Linked DNA regions of Sus scrofa: region 1 is linked to region 2. A link is a contact called in public Hi-C data. All regions are on one chromosome and are shown on one strand. Each heading gives the region's core, a stretch centred on a gene start, on an enhancer-like site or on the middle of the called end of the contact. The rest is flanking DNA. Distances are from core to core; before and after follow the strand shown. Region 1 overlaps ANKRD44 (serine/threonine-protein phosphatase 6 regulatory ankyrin repeat subunit B). Region 2 overlaps ANKRD44 (serine/threonine-protein phosphatase 6 regulatory ankyrin repeat subunit B).

Region 1 (6,395 bases), core at 567-3,066, 81 kb after region 2:
ATTGGAGTTACAGCTTCTGGCCTATGCCACAGCCACAGCCACATCAGGTCCAAGCTGCGTCTGCGACCTACACCACAACTCAGAGCAATGCCAGATTCTTAACCCACTGAGGGAGGCCAGGGATCAAACCTGCAACCTCATGGTTCCTAGTTGGATTTGTTTCTGCTGAGCCACGATGGGAACTCCATGTTTTTTGTTTTAAATGAGATTTGCAATATTTATTTCAGGTTCTCTGTTTGTTTGTTTTGCCACACAGGCAGTATGTGGGAAATCCTGGGCCAGGGATCGAACCTACACCACACAGCAGCAACCAAAGCCAACACGGTGGTGAGAATGCAGGAGCTTCAACCCGTTAGGCCGTCAGAGAATTTCCCTTCTCCTCATTTTGGTATTTTCTCCTTAGATGGTTCCCCCACCACCACTATATATATATACTCAGACACACACAGATACACACACCATTGCTACCCTCAATGAACCACTGTTACTGAAGGGAGCAGGTCTTATCCCCAAATATGCTGAGACAGAAGAAAGCATATGGCTCTTGGAGCTGGAACAGCGTTTCCCTCATCAATGTCCTCAGGACACAGCACGGTCAATGGAAGGAAAGGCTACTTGAATAATAATGTCATTCCTAAGGCACTTTTGCCACATAGTATGTGTTTGCATAAAATGAAGGTAAAATAATTACAAGGAAAGAGGCTTTGTGCTTATTGAGTTTTTTTGGCAAATTTTAAGTAAACATTTGGCCAGTTTATCTCTCAAACGGTTCAAATCTGAAAGAAAATCAGAAATTCATGGTTCTTTGGCTAACAAGTTAAAGAAAACACCACTGAAAATATTAACACATCACAAGTGAAGTTGGTTTGTGCCCAAATCATTTACTTCTGCTTAACTGACACATTTAGGATCCCTGCCTTTGGGTAGCCATGACCTGCTTGGGAACTCTAGAATCTGGTCAAAGCCTTCTGATCCTAGCACGCTGTTCTCGCCAGGAAATTGAGCTGCTTCTTTTGATCTGCAACCTCCCAATCAAAAAGGCCCTTTGACTTAAAGCAGATCCCTTTCTCTTCTGAGACAACCCAGTGTTCTTGCTGTTCGTCAGTGTACCTCTCCTCTGACCGCCCTCAGTTTTGTCCTTAGCCTGAGCCCGCATCTTTTCTTCTCTGGACATTTGCAAGAGGCTGCCCAGTGCTTCTAGTCTGGACCACCTCCAATCTGTCTGGATTGCAATTAGAGCAATCTTTCTCACACACAAATGGGATCATCGGACACAAGCTACCCTACACCCACTTACAATTCTTTTTTTTTTTCTTTCATTTTTTAAAAATTATTACTATTTTTAAAATAGTTATTTCCCCAATACAATTATAATTCCTTAACAGCTTCTGAATGCCTCAGCATGGAACCCAACTCCTTAGCAAGACAATTGTGATCCTTTGTAGTGTGGCTCTTCCTGCCTTTCCACCTCATCTCATTCCACTCCCCCTAGATCAGGTAGTCCAGGCTTGGGAATCTGCTTTTGGATATGGTCACATATTTGTGCCTTTGTAAATACTGTTCCCTCTTCCTGGAATGTGCTTCCCTGCTTCCCCCTCTATCTTTTTTATCTCACACAATTCAGTTTGCCATGTGGCAAACTCCTACCCATCCTTCTTTTGCTGAAATGTCATCTCTTCAGTGTTTCCCTGGTCCAAACCTCCATCATAACACACCTCATGACGCTGCAGTCATTTGCTCTTGATCTCATCTCCACCACCAGCCCGGGAGCCCGGAGGGCCACCAGAATGCACCATGCCCTGGACCATTTCAATTCTGGTTCATTCTCTGCCAAGATTTTTGATTCTATTGCACAACACTTGACAAATAAATTACAATTCCTAATATAACCCTGCCTTTGTAGTTTTCCTTTCCTAAAGATTCAGTTATTATCCCCAGTTTCTATGGTCAAGGCCAAACTCTTTATTGAAGCATTTAAGACCCTCTTTAATTTGACTATACTACATGTTACTGAGCAATAAATTAATAGTCAACATTTATTGATTGTTTACTATGTGCCAGGCACTGTTCAAAGAGTTTTTTTTTAGGGCTGAACCCGCAGCATATGGAAATTCCCAGGCTAGGGGTCGAATTGGGGCTGCAGCTACCGGCCTACGCCACAGCCACGGCAATGTGGGATCCAAGCCACGTCTGCGACCTACACCACAGCTCCCGGCAACACCAGATCCATAACCCACAGAGAGAGGCCAGGGATCAAACCCATGTCCTCGCGGATACTAATCAGGTTCATTACTACTGACCCATGACGGGAACTCCCCAAAAGCTTTTAATAGGGATTATCATGTTGAATAACCTTAGCAGATGTATTTATATAACTCACAATCACACAGATCTTAACATATACCAGAAAGCTTTACTAATAATTAAGTCCTTTAATCTTCATCACAAACTTATAGGAGGTACTACTATTACTCTGATTTTTCAAATGAGGAAATCAAAGCACAGAGATTGAGCAACAGGCTGAAGGTCACACAGCTCACAAGTGAGGCAGCTTGGATTGGAGCCCAGCTGGTGCCCAGGAAAGCCTGGGCTCCCAACCGTGATATAATACTGCCTCTGGGCAGAGCACACACCATCACACACCCTCTACCCTGCCAGGCTAAGCTTTTCCCAGAGCCTTATCTCTTCCTGCCACTCACTGCTCTACTCATAATTCCATCCTCCAAAGCCTACCTAAAACTCACCTTCTCCTTGAAAACTGTGGCCACCCTTGAGCTCTCCTCTTCCTATCTACACGCTATGGTTCGTATAGCTTACACCAAACATTTTGCCATTAAAGTCCTGTTTCATTTTGAACTTCATTAAATACTATCTTGCACGGTTCTTTGTTTTAGTGGGGCCTTGGGCTTCCAACAAAATTATGAGCTCCGGGAGGATACCAACCAGGTAACTTCCGACATTTCCCATAGCACCCAGCATTGCGACAGACTCATATAGATGTTTTAAATACTCTTGTTGAATTGAAGTACAAAATGAAGTCAGGTCCCCCTTCCCAACGTAGCAGATTTATTCAATTGCATTCTATAACCATACCGTTAATACGGGTCATTAATATGCAAAACAACACCCTCAATAAATTTGAGTTTGCCCAATTATGCTTTATTCTTCCTGCTTAACTAACACTGAAAATTGGGGGAAAAAGAATATTAAAAAGGCAGAGTTAGGAATAAAGTTCAAATTTCCTTAATTAAAACCACTAGAATAGACTTCTTTCTGATGTAGCTAAAAAATAAAATTGGTTCTTCCTTGCAAGTGTCATTAAAAGTCACTTAATTTAGATCAAATTTAATTTGTGTTTAGCACAATGGTACAGTCTACCCTAACCCAGATAAATGGGAACTATCTACCACATGCCAGAATCCCCGTGGCAGGACGCCCATGTGTGGCAATTATTCCACCGTATTTTTGCAGTAACCTACTTGGCTGTGTCAGCTCCACTGGTTATTAAGGTGTTAATCAAAAGCTCATGACCGTATCTTGCAGCCACATGGAGAGGAGTGTTGCCATCCTTATCCACACAGTCAATTTCACCTCCTGAAAAAGACATTTTAATACAGAACAACATAAGGATTCAAGTTGACTCACATACCACATTTTATGCTGGTCACGTTAACCAAATGTTGATTTCGTGTCTACTCTGTGCATCTCTGCTCTCAAGGATAAGAATGCTTTCTCAGGGGACAAGTCACCATCTCGAGTAGTGGTATTATTAAATCTGCATAGAGGAAAGTCTACTAGAAATGCTTATTAATTTTTTTCCACATTGTCTTATTTGAGGATCTAAAATCTGACAACTGGATTCCCTCTCTGAATAAACAATGCAATCAAATTCCACAAAATGTAACTCTGAAGACACATCCAATTTTAATTTTACTTGCTGAATTAAAGACCTATGTAAACCTTATACAAAAGCATAAGAACCGAAAGGAATAGAGAGTTCAGAAAAAGACTTAATGTAGTTTGATTATCTAGTTTAAAATATGATGACTAAAATTAGTAAAAATATAAGCTAGAGGCTGCAAATATACTTATTAAAACCATTACATTAATGTTCATGTTATTTTAGTCTCATTTTATTTTGCCTTCTTCCCTAACATTTTATTCCACTACATTTCTTTCTTTCCCCTTTTCATATATATGACAGTTATATGTATATATATCATAAAATATATATAAAACACAATTCATCTATTTATTCATTTATTTGAAGAAATATTTAGAAATAAGAACATTTCTAAACATTTAGAAACAGCATTTAGAAACATCAAGACATTTCACCCCCAATCAAAAGACATTCTCCCACATAACCACAATCCCATCATTATACCCAAGAATTGGTTGTCATGTCTCTTTAGTTTCCTTTCACCTAAAATAATCCTCCTGCCTTTTATGTATGTATGAATGTATGTATGTATTTCTCAGGTCATTGATATTTCTGGAGACCAAAGCAAGAGTCATGTAGGATGTCTCACATTCTGGAGTCATCTGATTATTTCCTCATTATTAGATTCAGGCTAAACATTCTGGCAAGAATGCCCAGAGTTGGTGTGTGCACTTCCCATCACATCTTCATAGTACACACATAAGGTCAAGTTATTCCATTACTGGTTGATGCAATTTTTGTTTCTGATTACTTGCAATGGGTACAGAATGTTGGTTTGGGAAGATGAAAAGGCTCTGGAAATGGATAGTGGTGATGGTTGCACAATGTACTTAGTACCACTGCACCACGGGCTTAAAAATAGCTTAAAAGGTAAATTTTATGTTATGTATATTTCACCACAATGAAAAAAAAGAGGCTTGATTACTTGGTCAAGGTGATGCCTGCCAGCACTCTCCACTGTAAAAATATCTTTTCCCCTTTGTAATTAACAAGGAACATGTGGGTGATACTTCCAAGCCATGCAAATATCATATTTCCCAACAAAGTTTCCCACAATGATTTCAGCATAGACAGGGTGTACTTTGTTCAAAAGTTATCTGAATTCTTTACTCTATGTGCTTACATAACCAATCTGATAGTTAGGTTCAGTGATTTTGTTTTCAGTTTCTTACTGACTTTGATTTAATTTTATTCATATCTAAAATACATGCTTCCAAGTTAAAATTATGTAGTTTTAAAAAGCCTCTCACTTCTATCCCTTCCACTTCATCCTCAACCACATCCTATAGTAATCGTTTTCATTAATTTTGCTTTAGGCTTTCTGTGTTTCTCTTTGAAAAAATAAGCACATAGATTCTTTTACAACTTTTGTTTGTTTGTTTGTCTTCCCTCTTCACTCAACACTATACCCTTGAACTCACTCCTAGAGAGCACGTCTTGGAAATCTTCCTCATTTTCATAGAGCGTCATTGTTTTTCACTGCATGGATGGACTGGTTAAGTACAGCAGTCTCTTTAGGTGGTAAATATCATTTTGCTATTATCAGGAATGTTGCAGTGAACAATGTCATGTGAGTTTTGTTTTGTATTTGTTGGGTATATCTTCAGAGTAAATTCCTAGAAAGGGATTTCTAGGTCGAAGAAATGAGTATATGGTTTTGTTAGGTTTGCCACACTTCCGGCTTTAGGTGCTGTGCAATTTGGCACTCACACAAGCAATGTATGGCTACACCTTTCCCTGCAGCCTTGTCAGGTTTTTGAAAACATTTCATATGATGGGTGAGAATTGGTATCGATCGAATGAATGAAAGAGAAAGAGAGAGAGAGAAAGAAAGGAAGGAAGGAAGGAAGGAAGAAAAGAAGGAAGGAAGGAAGGAAGGAAGAAAGGAAGGAAGGAAGGAGAGAGAGAAAGCACCCAGGATACTGGGGCACCAAATGTAAGTTATTCTAAGGTTCTATTTCCTGACTATTCTGCTCATAAACAAATCTCTTCATCATTATGGAAAGCAGTAAGTTAATGAATTGTCAGCTTAGACTTAGGTATTTTAGAGCAGGCCTCAATTAAAAGATTTTGTTTCACAAAATGGTCTACATATTTAGCTCAAATCTTAAGCTTTACTTATCAATTAGATTTAACTAAAGTAAGCTTGTATTTTAAAACTAAAATACAGCATTATAAGATACTAATAGTATAATGTTTAATTTGCATATCTAAACTACACATACACATTTCTATATTCCAGAATAAGAACTACAAAATCCTGAGAAATGTAAATATCATATAAATGGCTTAGGTCAAAGATATTAACATTTGATTTAAATATTTAATACAGAGAAAGTAATTTTCTCCTCATAGAAAATTTAGAAGGTGCAGGAAAATATAAAGAAGAAAACAGAAGTTATCTATAAATTCACTGATTATCCAAGATAGTCAGTATTAATATTTTGGACAT
Region 2 (6,032 bases), core at 3,056-5,555:
CTGCCCAAGTGCACATGAGCCATCCATGGGCTCTCTGTTCACTGACCGACTGGCACTCAGGAGACTCACAGATGGACCCCCATGGCTGGAGGACTCCACTGTCTGAGTCCCTCAAATCCTAGTTTCTCTGCCTTCCAGCATCTCAAGGGGCACTCCGGTGGCCTCCCACCCTCTGCGGCCTCTGTCTCCTCCCCTTCCCTTCCCAGCCAGACTCTGACAGGGGCTCCTCAGGCCCTCACCCTGCCCACCTCTGCCTGGCTGCCTGGCTGGGACGGAACCTATGGACTCACCCCAGGCAAGATGCTTCTATTAGGAGCTGCAGAGTGAGAAAGCAGCCTCGGGGGCGGGGGAGATGATAATCCCCCAGGATAAGGTACTTTCCTCCAGCTTATTGAATGGAACCCACAACCGTACAAAAGATATGGCTTTCTGCTTAGGGAGTAGGATGCAAACAAATATGTTTAAAATTCCACACATGACCTTCTCTCCTCTCTGAACAATGAGAACACCATAAAGCACATTGCATTAACCTCATTATGGATGTGGAGAGAGAAGGGAATAGAAGCAGCTATGTTAGGCTGAAAAAGCCTCCTCTAAGAGCTGTGTTTTACAGCCCTTTTTATTGCATGCCAGTCATGAGAGAATGCTAATTTAACAATGACACATTTTTCAGGGACAATATGTATTAGAGTTGAAATCACATTCGTTGACACCACTCAAATTAACTACAGGAATAAAACCCACATTTTGCAGACCACTGCGTTCAGCTCAATCTCAGGAACATTCCATTGATGTATCTCAGGAGGAAATTTTGTAGAAATATTGGTGGTGCCATTGTTTTGCTTTTGTGCTTTAAAAATTACACTAGATCGGTTACCACTGGTGAAATATGCAAGGGGTTTAATGTAGGCTTAAAAGGCAATAATTAGCAGGGGATTGATGGCGAAATACTACAGGTGGTGCAGTTTTATAATACTCATGAAATGGAGGGCAGCGTGTTTTAATGGATTCCTCTTTCTACAAAATTTGATATTCTTTAAATATGCATAAACATGATAGTTTAAGGATTTCTCATTTTGCCTAAACAGAAAAAGAGAGAGAAAATCATCTATGTTCATATCACTCACCCAGTATGCTGGAGAGCAAATCAATTTCTATAGTAGTGCTTTTTTTTTTTTTCTTTTCTTTTCTTTTTTTTTATTTTTTGCAGGGGGAGGGGAAGTGGTGGTATAGGAGGTGGGTAGCTCTTTAGATTTAGCTAATAGCCCTCAGGTAACTATAACTCCCCCTTATTGTAAAAGTGTAGCTACATTAGGATTCTCGTTGGCTTCCCACACACTATGTCTTCCACAATTGCCTTCTAGCGAAGATGCTGACATCGCCTTTAGCTGTGCCCTGCCAAGTCCAGCTTTGTCTCAAGACTAGCTCAGCCTCTCCCTGACTATGAGTGACAGCCATCTTTCATGCTGCTCAAAGACGACAGCTGTCATTACAAATATGCATGCCAAAACCTTTAAAATCCATCCTGGCTCCTGCTCCTCATGGCACTCTTGGGATTTGAAACAAAAAAAAAACTGGCCTCTCAAATGAGTTGGAAAAGATTCTGGAAAAGCAGATTCTCAAAGCACAGGCTAAACGCTTCTGCACAGCAGACATTTTGTGGTGAAGAGAGTCAAATGACAAACCTGCATCTTTTTAATGAATGACAAGGGAAATCCAAAAGGAGTGAGTCTTCTTGACCACTAGGGGGCTCCAATGGACCACAACCCATATGACAGCAGCAAATGAGGGACAGTGATTATTCTTCATTGTTTATCTGTCCAGGAGGGTGATTTTCCACAATCAAAAAAGCCCCTTTGTAATTATCAGGAAGTACATGGTAAACTAAAGCAGGATGCTTGCCTTAAAAATGGGCAACTGATATTTAAAAAGGAGCTAGGATTTCCCTTTGTGGCTTAGTGGTAACAAACCTGACTAGTATCCATGAGGACACGGGTTCGATCCCTGACCCCACTCAGTTGCCATGAGCTGTGGTGTAGGTGGAAGATGCGGCTCAAATCTTGCGTTGCTGTGGCTGTGGTGTAGGCTGGGAGCTGCAGCTCCAATTGGACCCCTAGCCTGGGAACTTACACATGCCATGAGTGCAGCCCTAAAAAATAAAATAAAAATAAATAAATAAATAGAAGAACTAAATGTAAGCTTTCTGATAATACCAAGAATGCCTAGAACACTAAACTTTACAATAATACTTATAAATAACAAAAATACCAAAAAGACTAAATGTGTTGGGAAATAAGAATTTATCATTTAACCATACCAACCATTGCTGACCTCATGGCTAAAGTTTTCTCTGACAACAATCATTTCCAGATAATTAGGCAACACTTTTTCAGTCTCCATTTTTTTTTTCTTTAGTGGTTTGGAAATTCAGGGATCTGGATGGCAATACTTCTATAAGATTTAACATTTTCTCAAATACAAGATTTTCAAAATTTTTTTCAAGAATCATAAAAGTTTCCCCATTACCTTTACATCTGTGTTTATGTCTAGAAGTGTCTGAACACAGTTCTAATTTATGTTTATGGAAGAAAAATCCCAGAGAAAGCAAATTACTTTTTTATCAATACATGCATTCTTTAAGAGTCTCTATTTGTACACCTGATGCATCAAGAATCAGAGCAAAAGGGAAGAAGTCTCATTTAGGCTGGCAGAAGGACAAACGGAGTAGACTGCTGTCTGATGACTCCTCTTATGAAGCAGCTCTGAAATACCACTAGCTTTATTCTTCAAAATGCTGTGTGATTTTTGTTCTAGGTACCTTATCTAAAGATCACAATACACCTTTGCCCCCCCCTTTCAGAAAGTTTTGTGACTGTCGTTGGCCAAAGATTCTGAACTCACTTTTGAAGATGAAAGTCAGATGCAGCATAGGGGATTTTTAGGGCAGAATGATGGATACATGTCATTATACATCTGTATAATGTATGACACCAAGAGTGGACCCTAATGTAAACCATGGGCTCGGATGATTATGATGTGTCAGTGCAGGTTCATCCATTGTAATAAATGCACCACTCTGGTGAGGGGTGTTGATAATGGGGGAGGCTATGCATGTGCGGGAGATGGGGACTATGTGGAAAATGCTTGTACTTTCTTCTCCATTTTCATGTGAACCTAAAACTGCTCTAAAAATACAGTCTCTAAAGAAGAAGGCCAGAGCATCCCTGGACATAGAACATTAATCATCCCCAAGTGGAGAGTAAGCCAAAAGCGTTTTGGAAGAGTGCAGGCATGTCTGACATAGAAAGAAAACAGATATTTTAAAACCTGGGATGAAAGAAGATGCTGCCATCCTTTTACTCAAATGCATAAGTGTGTTTCAAAACTAGGGTAATCAGACTCCTGACAAGACCTACCTGAGGCATGAAGTGGGGTTCTTTTGGTTACATTGTCTTTCACAAAGATGGATGCACCCTGATTGATAAGTGCTTCCACACATTCTGTGTGTCCCTTAAAGGCAGCCAGGTCCAGAGCCGTGCGGCCTTTCTCATCCCTGATGTCCAGGTCCACCAGCGACTGCAGAAGGACTTCCAAGGCCTGGTGGTGCCCATTGTAGGCCTGCAAAGAAGAAACCAACAACTCAAATGCATGCTCAGTCTCCCAGGTCACAGACAGACCACTCCAAAGAGCACATCAGGAGTTCCCGTTGTGGCTCAGCAGGTGAATAACTCGACATAGTGTCCATAAGGATGCGGGTTTGATCCTTGGCCTCACTCAGTGGGTTGAGGATCTGCCATTGCCACAAGCTGCAGCTTGGATCTGGCATTGCTGAGGCTGTGGTGTAGGCCAACAGCTGCAGCTCCTATTTGACTCCTAGCCCAGGAACTTCCATACACCACAGGTGCAGCCATAAAAAGGAAAAAAAAATTTCAAGGAGCACATCAGAGAGAGGCTTGGGATAATTATTGAAGCATAGGTGAAACCAGAGTTAGGAAAATTTTAATGCACAGTCCTGTTACATATGAATTTCTTTAGGTTCTTTCGCTTTTGTCAAACAGTTTGCTCTAAAGTTACTAAACGTATTAATACATTCTTGTATTTATAGCTACCAATCTAATACAGACGAACAGCTAAGTGAATTAATTCTTTTATCTACCAGTTCAGACCTAAATACTGACACAATCAGAATATTTTTTTTCCGGAGAGTTTTCTGTTAAACCTTGAGGGGAAAAAAAAAATCGCTAAAAGCACTGTGGACTTTGTAACTCAGCAGAAGCATACTGACCTTCTGTTACAGTCAACATTTTAATTTCAACCATGTGATCGGGGTAAGTTTCTTAATTTCACTTAGCATTTGTTTCCTCATCTACAAAATGAGAGCAATAAAAGCTGCCTTCCCAGGAAGATGAGAAGAGATAAAACTGCATGGTTTTGCACAGTATCAAATATATAGCTGATGCTTCCTCTCTCTGCTTTGTTTCTTCCATTGATTATAACGAAAATGTACGAACGATTATGGGAAGACTATTCCAAATATCAGTGCCATGTTCAAACGTATCGTGAGATTCTATGCTGTTTAAAATTGGAGTTCCCGTCGTGGCGCAGTGGTTAACGAATCCGACTAGGAACCATGAGGTTGCGGGTTCGATCCCTGGTCTTGCTCAATGGGTTAACCATCCAGTGTTGCTGATCTGGCATTGCCGTGAGCTGTGGTGTAGGTCACAGATGCGGCTCAGATCCCGCGTTGCTGTGGCTCTGGCGTAGGCTGGCAGCTACAGCTCTGATTTGACCCCTAGCCTGGGAACCTCCATATGCCACAGGAGCGGCCCAAGAAATGGCAAAAAGACAAAAAAATAAAAATAAAAAAAATAAATAAAATAAGGAGGCTTCATGCTACTAAGCCATAAAACTAAAAAGTCTGAAAGATGATTTTTATTAAGGCTATAAGGTAAAAAAATGTTCATGCACACACAGGGCAAAGGACATTGAAATAAAAGAGAGAGAAGGGATTAGGATGGGTGTTGGTGGAACGAAGTACAGAGGGAGACAAAGGAAAAGCCTGTCCCAGAGCCTTCAGCAGCCACAAGCACAAGCAGCCTCTCATGTCTCCTTTGCTTTCTGTTTTTCTGCTGCAGCAATTCCTCAAGGCACGATTTATGTGAAAAAAGGCTTAGCACAGACAAGAGACTCATTTCCTTCATACACAGAGAGTTTATACAAACCATTTTAAAAACTAGGAAAACGTGTAAAAAAACACTGAAAAGACAGCTCACAGAAAAAGAAATAGAAAAGGTCAATAAACATATAAAAACATTAGGTAACTTTTTAGGGTACTATTTTTTAACGACCAAATGGCAATGATTAAGTTTGGGCATGTCTAGTATTTGTTAAGACATGGTGGAATAAAAGCAATCTATGTTCTCTTGGTGGGAGTATAGATTGGTGTGACATTTGTGGAGGGTGATCTGACAAAATCTATCAAAAATTTAAAAAAAAACTAAGTGGCAAATACACATATAACAATTTCATAAAAAGCAAATACATCCAGATATACACATCTCTATGTGTATATCTATATTTGCAGAAAATTTTGGACAGATACAAAGGAATAATTGCATGGACTTATTTCACCTTCTCTTTTAAAAAATCATTTGAGTGTTTTTCCCAAGTACATGTAAACTACCACAACAACAAAAACTAGATTAAAAGCACCCATGAGATTTAAGGCTACTGACAGGAATTGTTTCTAAAACTTTCTCATTACATTATTTTTGTGAATGATTATGGTTATTATGCTACATAGTAAACATATATATTATATGTGTAGTATATTAACTCACATGCTGATGAATCCTAAATTTATATCCCAGTTCTAACTTCATTTACTCTGTAGGACTTGTATATGCAACTGCCTATTGATATTTCCACTTGCATATCTAATATTCATCTCAAGCTTAACATGTCCCAAACTGAGTTTTGTTTTTTGTTTTTTGTTTTTTTTTTTTTTAGGGCTGCACCCATGGCATATGGAG

The links. Hi-C and Micro-C count contacts between places; a contact is called where the count stands out from the background.
Region 1: a contact with region 2 is called in a Hi-C map of liver, with 2.7 times the contacts expected there. The contact joins two enhancer-like sites. A contact is called at or near these places in 1 of 5 promoter capture datasets (liver) and 8 of 47 Hi-C or Micro-C datasets (embryonic fibroblasts, epiblast stem cells, liver and 2 more).

The regions. Positions count from the first base shown.
Region 1 is chr15:100,978,220-100,984,614 of Sscrofa11.1, forward strand. ANKRD44 (serine/threonine-protein phosphatase 6 regulatory ankyrin repeat subunit B) reads right to left here. Exons shown (of 28, transcript XM_021076238.1): 10 at 3,480-3,594. Among named protein-coding and RNA genes, the nearest start is that of PGAP1, 160 kb to the left of the region's middle. Within about 2 kb of position 1,817, at least 3 of the 83 cell types and tissues checked have an H3K27ac peak or open chromatin away from gene starts, as enhancers often do. A contact at or near this core is called in liver, where this site is marked.
Region 2 is chr15:100,895,061-100,901,092 of Sscrofa11.1, forward strand. ANKRD44 (serine/threonine-protein phosphatase 6 regulatory ankyrin repeat subunit B) reads right to left here. Exons shown (of 28, transcript XM_021076238.1): 18 at 3,417-3,618. Among named protein-coding and RNA genes, the nearest start is that of PGAP1, 77 kb to the left of the region's middle. Within about 2 kb of position 4,306, at least 7 of the 83 cell types and tissues checked have an H3K27ac peak or open chromatin away from gene starts, as enhancers often do. A contact at or near this core is called in liver, where this site is marked.